3 separate regions of the Sus scrofa genome follow, and all the other regions are linked to region 2. The links are chromatin contacts, called in public HiChIP or PLAC-seq maps. All regions are on one chromosome and are shown on one strand. Each heading gives the region's core, a stretch centred on a gene start, on an enhancer-like site or on the middle of the called end of the contact. The rest is flanking DNA. Distances are from core to core; before and after follow the strand shown. Region 1 overlaps CUEDC1 (CUE domain containing 1). Region 2 holds the start of SRSF1 (serine and arginine rich splicing factor 1). Region 3 has its middle 6.9 kb from the start of CUEDC1.

Evidence for each region. HiChIP or PLAC-seq counts read pairs in DNA pulled down with a chosen protein or histone mark.
Region 1: an H3K27ac HiChIP or PLAC-seq map of skeletal muscle shows a contact between it and region 2. The contact joins the enhancer-like site here to the promoter of SRSF1 in region 2. A contact is called at or near these places in 17 of 47 Hi-C or Micro-C datasets (blood, embryonic fibroblasts, fetal liver and 7 more) and 2 of 2 datasets of contacts at active chromatin or transcription factors (alveolar macrophages and skeletal muscle).
Region 3: an H3K27ac HiChIP or PLAC-seq map of skeletal muscle shows a contact between it and region 2. The contact joins the enhancer-like site here to the promoter of SRSF1 in region 2. A contact is called at or near these places in 6 of 47 Hi-C or Micro-C datasets (embryonic fibroblasts, heart right ventricle, liver and 1 more) and 2 of 2 datasets of contacts at active chromatin or transcription factors (alveolar macrophages and skeletal muscle).

The regions. Positions count from the first base shown.
Region 1 is chr12:34,155,700-34,158,917 of Sscrofa11.1, forward strand. It overlaps CUEDC1 (CUE domain containing 1), which reads right to left. Exons shown (of 11, transcript NM_001243919.1): 3 at 1-32. Among named protein-coding and RNA genes, the nearest start is that of CUEDC1, 10 kb to the right of the region's middle. Within about 2 kb of position 1,317, at least 65 of the 83 cell types and tissues checked have an H3K27ac peak or open chromatin away from gene starts, as enhancers often do. A contact at or near this core is called in embryonic fibroblasts, fetal liver, liver and 4 more, where this site is marked.
Region 2 is chr12:34,280,470-34,283,426 of Sscrofa11.1, forward strand. SRSF1 (serine and arginine rich splicing factor 1) reads right to left here and starts at 1,649. Exons shown (of 4, transcript NM_001038007.1): 1 at 1,366-1,649; 2 at 746-930; 3 at 227-399; 4 at 1-23. The coding sequence starts at 1,559. It overlaps LOC110256034 (a long non-coding RNA gene), which reads left to right and starts at 939. Exons shown (of 2, transcript XR_002337195.1): 1 at 939-2,957.
Region 3 is chr12:34,173,103-34,176,107 of Sscrofa11.1, forward strand. No RefSeq gene overlaps it. Among named protein-coding and RNA genes, the nearest start is that of CUEDC1, 6.9 kb to the left of the region's middle. Within about 2 kb of position 1,444, at least 42 of the 83 cell types and tissues checked have an H3K27ac peak or open chromatin away from gene starts, as enhancers often do. A contact at or near this core is called in skeletal muscle, where this site is marked.

The sequences.
Region 1 (3,218 bases), core at 67-2,566, 130 kb before region 2:
TGGAAGGGGGCACGGAGCCCAGCACATCGATGCTGAAGAGGAGAGATGACAAGGAGGAAGACACAGTCAGGCCCACACACAGCTGTCCTGGCCCATCACACCAGGACGATGCTCTGAACGGCACTCCCGCGCCAAGGCTTCCCTGGGTCTCCACGGCTCTGGCACAAAGGCCCGGTGCTCTAGCTCACCGTCTCAACGGGCCTCGGCTCACCCCCAGCCTCTGGGCCGGGCTCCTGCTGCACCAGACCTTCGCTGCTCCCAGCACCCAGCACCTTCAAGGTCCCTGGGCCTAGAGAGCTCCGTATTCACGACGCTCACGTTGGTTGTGGATTTAGACATGGACTTGAGGTCATCTCCATGTTGGGTGTTAGGGATTTTTTTTTTTTTTTTCCCCTGTTTTGGCCACCCCATGGCTTATGGAATTCCTGGGCCAGGGATCAGATCTGAGCTGCAGTTGCAACCTACACTGAACGCAGCAACCCTGAAGCCTTTACCCCATTGTGCCGACCGGGGATCGAACCCGCGCCCAGCAAGAGATGCCACAATCCTGTCGTGCCAAAACGGGAACTCCAGGTGTTGTGGTCTCAGACATGGTTACAGGGGTCATGTCCATGCTGGCTATTGTGGTTTCAGCCATGGCTGCAGGGATCATATGCTTTCACGCTCTGTCCCCAGCACCCAGCACGACATGAGCTTATGGCTGCGAATAGGTATACTCCAAGGGGAACAGACAGAGCTGCCAACAGCCCAGCCCGCCCCAGTGTTGGTTTGCTGGGGCTGGGGGATGTGGGGATACCAAGATCCCCACAGGGCAGGGGAGGGCAGGCTCCAGATCTGGTGTAGCCACAAGCCAGCACAGTAGTCCCGGTCGTCCCCGGTGAGACCCTGTCCCCTCTGGGGCTCAGCTTCCTCATCTACAAACTGCTTCCCCCACCCTGCCCAGGCATAGAGGAGCCCCTCTGGAGGCTGTTGAGGTACATGGAGGTGCGGGCTTGGAAGGGGTCTTGTTCCAAGGGGCCCGGGGGCGCCGCTCTCCTGGGCCAGGCAAGGCCAGCAGCGAGGTGGGTGGGAGAGGAAGGAGGCCGCGGCCGGCGTGCGCCCTGCCTGATCCCCAACCTCCCGCCCTCCCATCCTTGGCCTGAGGGCAGCCTGGGGCCCCAGCCAGGAGCTCCCCACGGCTCCTCGGCAGCCTGCAGCGTGGCAACCGCAGGACACGTGTTCTGCTGAATCAGGGAAATGACACACAGAGAAGGCAGCCGAGGAGGGCCGGCGGGGAGGTGGGGGCCACTCTCCCTCGGGTCTGGCTTTGATTTGGTCTCCAGCTCCAGGAATCCCGCCCGCCCCCTCACTGGAGGGGAGCTTTTCCGGGCTGCCACTGACTATGGAAATAACTTCCTTTCCTTTTCTATTTTGGGCGGGTGGCCTGGCAGGCTGAGGGGGCAGGGCGGGGGTGGCAGCAGACAGGATAACTAGCTGCTAAGTGCGTGGTGGGAGCCCGGCCCGCAGACGGGAGCCAGGGAACCCCAGCCCATCTCACTGTGCAGATGCAGGACGGGTCTGGAGAAGAGCCTGCATCGTATGTAGCCCAGGCACGCTTCCTTCTCGCCTCCCGCCACTGTTGGCGGCTTCATTTTTCTCTAAAGACCAAAGAGTCAGAGAAGCAGCTGGCCGTTGCCTCTCAGGGACTTGAGGACCCCTTCTGGTCGACCTGGCACCCTGGGGAAATCCTCTCCAGGGTCGCCACCCTTCCTCAGGGACTTCACCCAGGACATGGGTCCCCCAACTCAACCCCAGCCAGAGCCACCCTGGAAAGCTGTGGGGAGGGGAGCCTCAGAGTTGCAGCTGGACCCCTCTAGCCATCTGTTACTGAGAACTCGAGTGAGAAGGGGCCAAAGACCAGGAGGCTGAGTGTCCCGGCTGCGGGGCTCAGCCCCCTCCCAGTCCCCCTGCCCGGGGCATCGGCGGATGAGAGCGGATCTGCACACAGCTGCGAGAGCCAGGGGGCCCCTGAGCGCAGGCGGCCAGGCAACTCCATTGTGGTCAGAAAGGAATGTCAGAAATGAGCTGAGAGGCAAATAAAAAACTTCCAAGGCTGTAATTTCAGCGGAAGAACAGCAGGTGGCCTGTGAGGAGGGGTGCCTCTGGGCTTCAGGGTTGGTCTATGGCTCAGGACAGAGAGGAAAGGACGGGCTGGGGGAGGGGAAGAGAGAGAAAGCTGGGGAGGCTCTCCTGGCCCAGAGCTTCTGCCTCTGGACCCCAGAACTTGAACTTCATGCCCCATCAGACCCCCACGTGGACCCAAAGAATATCAGAGCCCAGAAGGATTTCGGCCACAAGCCTTCCAGGCAGGATTTTTGGTAAAGACTGGACATTGAAGCTCAGATGGGGTCAGGCCTGTCCCGGGACACAGATCATCCTGGTAAAACTTGTGCCCAGGGATCCTGGCATCCCAGGCAGGCTCCCCTGGGATGGCCCTGCCTCTCTGTGCCCCAGCACGGCCAGCTCCCAAACCCTGCTCCATTTGCCGTCTCAAAGGCACCCCAGGGATTGGAGTGGCAGCAGGGAGCCAGACCATTCCTGCCCCAACCTCCCACTCAAATCTGAATGCCCCCAGCAGCCAGGGTGAGATTCCTAGAACCTGACACATCACTGTCCAGCTTGTCCCTGTTGGCTGCAGGATAAGATCCAAGCTCCCTGGAGGACCCATAAGGCCCTCCCCGATCTGCTGGACTCTCCAGCCTCACTCAGCCATTCCACCTTTCCTGGAGTTCCCCCAAATGGCCCGCTCTTTCCTGCCACTGGGCCTTTGCACATGCTGTGCCCTTTGCCCTCCTATCCTCTGCTTCATCAGGTCAAGCTTGGCTCTCACTGCCTCTAGGCTGCCTTCCCTTCCCTCCAACCCCCCACCCCCACCCCATGTGGGTGCCTCCCCGACACTCTGATCTCCTTGGCTGCGCTGGATTCCTCTCTGCATTGCACATGGTTCGGCACCTGGTGCCCAATTGACTCAATGCTGGAAATGGGTGTCCTGGGCGGAGAGACTGAATGAGGCCCTAGAAACGGGCCAGGTGCAGATCTGAGCCTTGAGGGGCCATCCTGGGGTAAAGGGGCACGTGCTCAGAGGCTGGCCCTGCCTCAGCTGAACACTGGCCTGTGAGGGACAGCTTTACCACTGGTCCCAGTGTTCACTGTCAGAGCTGATCTCAGAGGCCAGCTGT
Region 2 (2,957 bases), core at 399-2,898:
ACCCGGATGTAGGCAGTTTCTCCCTATTGGATAGACAGAACTTTCGATTGAAAGATCTAAGCTTTCACCTGTCTTCAGGCATGCTGAATGAATCAACGTAACTCAAACCAGAAATCTGGCACTTTACTGGGTTTTTACTTGGACACCCTTGCCTGAATCTTACCTTCAAATTCCACTGTTAAGACCACTGTATCCAATTCTGGCCAAGGAAAAGAATATAACCTACCTCATGAGATCTAAACTTAGTGTTATCCAGTTTTCGAACTGCATAGGTCATATCTTCTTTCCGTACAAACTCCACGACACCAGTGCCATCTCGGTAAACATCAGCATAACATACATCACCTGCTTCACGCATGTGATCCTTCAAATCCTGCCAGCTTCCACTTGGAGGCAGTCCTGAAAAAGTGCGTTTTCTTTCAATACCAATTATCCTAAGTTTCACATTAAACATAAAGGTTACATTAAAACAAGACTTAAAACCAACGGTCTTTAACATCCCGTTTAACGAGCTGTTAAAAGAGTTCGGAATCAAGAGTCCAAAATTATTTGTAAAGTTAAGGCTCTTCTTATCTTCTAGGTACTGCAACCTAATTCGCTAAGTCTCAAATAGAGTAGTCCTTGTTAACTAAAGTCACCCAAGGCACTCCGGTTTAAGTGAAGACCTGGCATGAAAACACCAAGAAAAACTTCAAAACGGTGTGCGGTCCCCTTATCATCAATCCGCACGGACCCGCCAACTCACCAGAGACAACCACTCTGTTTTCAGAACGCCTGGATGGGGGGCCATAGCGCCCTCGGGGAGCCCCGCCGCCACCACCCCCGCCGCCGCCTCGGCCGGTACCACGGCCGCTTCGAGGAAACTCCACCCGCAGACGGTATCCATCGTAATCATAGCCGTCGCGACCATACACCGCGTCTTCTGCGTCTCTGCGTGACCAGAGAAAGCCAAGGGGTAAGGAAAAGAAGAAAAAAAAAAAAAAAGGGCCAGGAGGGGCGGCTCACTCCGCCGGGGAGCGAGCGGGCCCCCGCACATGCGCACCGGGGTGGAAGAGCCCACATGCGCCGCATAATAGGAACGGCCCCTCCCCCACCCAGAAGCACGCCAGGCTCCCGACCACTCCAGCAGCCCTCGGCGCCTCAGTTTCCCGCTCCGAGCCTGCGAGTCGGCTCTAGGGACGTCCGTGGGGCCCGGCCACCAGAGGAGCCACGCCGACTCGGCTCCTTACTCGACTCCTGCATGGGCGATATCGTCTGGCCCCCAACCCAAGAACCCACCGCCCCATTCCCCAAGTGAAGGCCCCGGAGCCTTCCCCAACTACTCCAACCTATTTCCTCAAGGCCGCAAGCCCCTGGCCGCCTCACCGCGGGTCCTCGAACTCAACGAAGGCGAAGGGCGGTCCTCCGCGGCGATTCTTCAGGTCGATGTCGCGGATAGCACCGTATTTGTAGAACACGTCCTCAATGTCCTTGGTTCGGATGTCTGGAGGTAAGTTACCCACGTAGATGCGGCAATCGTTGTTCCCTGCCGGGCCACGGATCACACCACCTCCCGACATGGCGGCGACGAAAAGCGCGGACTCGAGAACAGGCCTTCCCACCAAGCCTAGCGAGCGGGAGAGCGAGCCCGCAGCGACACCACGTCTCCCGCGGCCCCTCCAAAATGGCGCCTTTATCAGCTCGGCGCACGGATATGGGGGGGAGGGAGGAAGAGAAGCGGGAGGAAGCAGCTATTCGATCTCACTACGCACGCGCAAGAGCGTAACGGGTGCTGCGAGAGTGACGCTCGCGCAAGCGCGACGTCACCCTCCGCGCGAAGGGAAAAAAGTTCCCGCCTTCCCGATTTGTCGAGGGGTTTAATAAGGGAGTGACCAGCCTTGTGGCAAAATTAAATATAGAGCTCTCGTAAAAGGGGTTATTAATCTCTGTCGAATCCTAAAGAATCAGCAGTTTCCTCAGGAATGTTTCTCTCAAAAAAACGGCGTCTTGAAAGTATTTGGTGAAACCTAGCCTAAAGCTAGGTCCCACCATGCTCTGCGCTGTTAACGGCCTTTGGCGGGAAAGACTGCCGGGGGCGGAGTCAAAGGGGGAGGGACCAGGCGGTTGCTCCGGAAACACGGGCATCCTTGGAGAGTGCACCTCGTTCAGGAGTCGCGTTGCGGGTGAATCAACGCGGAGCCGAGACGTGACTTTGTCTTCCCGCCCCATCTGCGAACGGGCCGTGGACTGCTTGGACGACTGTCTAATGCAGGGGAACCTGGCTGAGACGCTTTAATAAATATTCTACGCTAAGTACCGTTCCACCTTCGGTTCAGAACTGACCTCAGTTCAACGCTCCTTGTGCTCGTGGCGGTAATTCCTGGCGGCATCAGCCAACCAGGACCCAGACCTCTGCTTCTTTTTTAAATCACCTATCGCCAGGGCCCAGCGCAGCGGAGAGGTCCAGTGAAGGTTTGCAGAATGAATTGTGTCTGTTATTTCTACAACGTCTTTCAAAGAACGAAAAAGACGCGCGCCCTCCTGTTTGTATTGCAGAATCCTGACGTTCCTTCCTTTTTTGGAACTCATTAGCAAATCTCTCAGGTAATATGAATGAGCAAAGTGGATGTGTGAGGATTTCTGTGACCACTGGAGACCGAAGTGGCGGCTTAAGGACTCATCTCGCCAGCATGTTGGTCCAGGGAGATAAGAACTTGTTACATTTTGCCACGGAGCCATCTGAAATCTGGATTTTTATATGAAATACTGGGATTTTAAAATATTAATGGTGAATTCAAATTAAAAAAAAAACCCTGTCATAAATATGCTGAAACAGGTCTGCACCCTGATTGAGAGGATGATTTTCTTCATTTTTATTTATTCGCATCAATCCCTCTCCCCAGTGATGTGATGCTGTTTACAGAGATACCAGAAAACGTTATTGCAATTGAATGGAGAAATCACGGAGAATATAAGGG
Region 3 (3,005 bases), core at 194-2,693, 110 kb before region 2:
TCTTGGGAACCCTCCTTGAGTGCTCCCCTCCAATCGCAGCAAATCCCGTCTTCTCTGTCTTCAAAAGGATTCCAGAATCCAGCCATCCCTCCTCACCTGCACTGCTGCCAGCCCTTTCTCGGTGTCCTGGCCTCACCCCATCACGTCCCCACAGACCATATCATGGCAGTCACGACATTCCTCGGCTCCAGCCCTCCCAGTGGCTCTCCATGTCCTCAGGACACAACCCGGAGCCCTGCTGTGGGCCATCAGACCCCACGGGTCAGGCACGTGGCAAGAACTCAGTCACCGTGGCCCCTCTCTGACACTGCCCACACACCACGTCCATGCGGACACACACACAGACACCCCCCTCTCCCTTGCCCTAGCTCTCCCCGCTCTGCCGCCCTGGCTCTTTGCTATTCCACCCACAAGTCGCACACGCTTCCATCCAGAAGCCTCAGCATTTAGTCTTTCCACCGTCTGCCGTGTTCTTCTCCCAAATATCTCTGTGGCTCCCTCCCTCCCTGTGGTCCCTACGCAAGCATCACTGTATCAGTGAGCCAACAGCACCCAGCCCATCTGCCACCTTTAAAGGTGGTCCCTCGCCTTTGCCCTGCTTTGTTTTCCTCTCGACCACCAGAGAGAGTATATGTTTAGTTATCAATGACCACCTTCCCGACTAGAATGTAGCTCCAAGAGGGTTTTATTCGCTCTGCGATCCCCAGTGCCCCAAAACAGTGCCAGGCACGGTCAACAAATACTGGTCAGGTGGATAAGAAGGAAGGAAAGACGTGGAGGTGGTAACTGTAGGTTCTCTTCCCCTCCCCACCCCCTTGGGCTATGGGGTGGGGATGGGGGTGCTTTCTTCATTTCCAAAGCCCTGTCTCCACTAGGTCCTCGTTTAGTTCTCACAACAAATCTATCACGTATACAGGGCACGGTGTATTGTGACCCCAGTTCACAGGTGAACCGACCAAGCCCAAGGCAGCCCAGTGACTTGGCTAAGTTGCTGCGGCCCTCTGCCACCCGGTGTGAGGGCCTCATCCCTGGCACACAAGGCTGATGGCAGGCTGGTCCTTCTAAGCCAGTGACAGCTCCAGGGGAGCAGGAGGTTAACCCCCTGCAAGATCTGAATAGAGATTCTACTGTCTCCTGGGAGCGCCAGGACTCAACCCCAAAGGGAGAGGGTTACAGGAGGAGGTGCTGGGCTGAGAGGTCAGAGGTCCCAGGTGCCAGCCCTCTCCTGTCCCGCCCCCCACTCTTCTGGAAGGGGGTGGGACTGCCCAAGGCCAGCTCTGTCCCTCCCCATCCCAGGCTCCCTCCTCTGAAAATCCCCCAGGGAGGAGGGACAGACCGGATCTTGTGATCCATCTGTAATTGCTGTGATCACAGCCTGCAGAGGAACTGGCTGTCCCTTGTGGCCTAAGATCTGGGCCCAGCCCAATGGCACCAATGGCATGGCCATGCCAGGCCACTAGGTGGTGTCCCAGGGCTCAGGCTGTGGCTGCTCCCAGGAAAGGGACCGCAGAGCTGCTTCTCTCCAAGAACTGGAATCAGCCCCACCCCCACTCTGGGGCGGATTAGAAGGGAGAGGAGCCACCCAGCTGCCCCAGAAGTCTTACAACCCAAGTCTGGAAGAGTTTCGAAATCATTTATTCCCAAGGTGGGACATATAAGACACACAGGCCACTAATGTCTATCCCACGTCCTTGACAGACATCACTAATCCATCCAGCTATTGTCCTGTGGAACCTGCACAGCCTAGGAACTCAACCCAGCGCTCCGGGCAAGCTCCTACCAAGAGCTTAGAACTGGCAAGCATGATACACCCTGCCTGCCAGCCCTCACATTTCCCGTCTGAGACCAGGCCCAGGCTTACTTTGTCTCATTAGGAATCCGGGCTGCAAAAGCCAGCAGGGCCAGAAGGAGGTCATGTGACCCCCGGGGGATGCTTGTGTAACCATGGTTTAAAGTCCTGGGGAAACCTCAAGTGGGTAATGGCAGCGTTAATGGAGAGGCTGTGGGGCCCGGGGCAGCTGCATCCTTGTCCAATTGTCACCTCAGAGGCGATGGGGGCAGGGCGCAGGGAAGTCTGCCGAGCTTCTTGGCTTCTGAGCTGCAGAGGCCCCACAAGGGGAGCAGGGGGGTGGGGGACAAGAGACAGAGAGAGGCTGTCAGGGTCTGGGGGGGCTGCGGGGGAGTGTCCGAGTGTGTAAGTGTGTGTGTGTGTGTACGCGAGTGAGCGCCCAGCGGAGGGGAGGGGGGCAGCGCTGACAGAGACGCCTTGTCCTCCTGCCCCGCACAGGCTTGCTTTCTTCCCAAGCTATTAATGTCACTGCAGCTTCAAAAGCCGGGTGACCTTTAAATGCCGAGCCTCCTGCTCCAGCTCAAGGCGCGGAAACGGCTTAATGGAAACTCAAACGGCCACAGCTGCTGGGGCTGCAACAAAGCCAGCCTCATTCCCGAGGCGCCCCAAGCTGCTGGGCAGCCACACCTGTGCCCCCTCCCGGGAGGTGGCGTGGGGCAGGGGTGGGGGTGGGGGTCGGGAAGGGCAGAGAGGACCGTTAGGCACAGCCATTGGGAAAAGGTGGCTTGGCTGGACCTGAGAGGAAGAAGAGGAGGAAGAGAGGGAGAGACAGACTCAGCTCTGCCAGGCCAGGCTGTGTGATCTTGGATGAGCTGCTTACCTCTCTGGGCCATCCCCTATCATTTAGACCAATCTAAGGCTGCGGCAGAGGAGTTCCTGCTGTGGCGCAGTGGTTAACGAATCCGACTAGGAACCATGAGGTTGAGGGTTTGATCCCTGGCCTTGCTCAGTGGGTTGAGGATCTGGCATTGCCGTGAGCTGTGGTGTAGGTCACAGACATGGCTTGGATCCTGCGTTGCTGTGGCCCTGGTGTAGGCCAGCAGCTACAGCTCCGATTGGACCCCTAGCCTGGGAACCTCCATATGCCACGAGAGTGGCTCAAGAAAAGGCAAAAAGACCAAAAAAATAAAATAAGGCTGGGGCAGAAAAAAAAAAA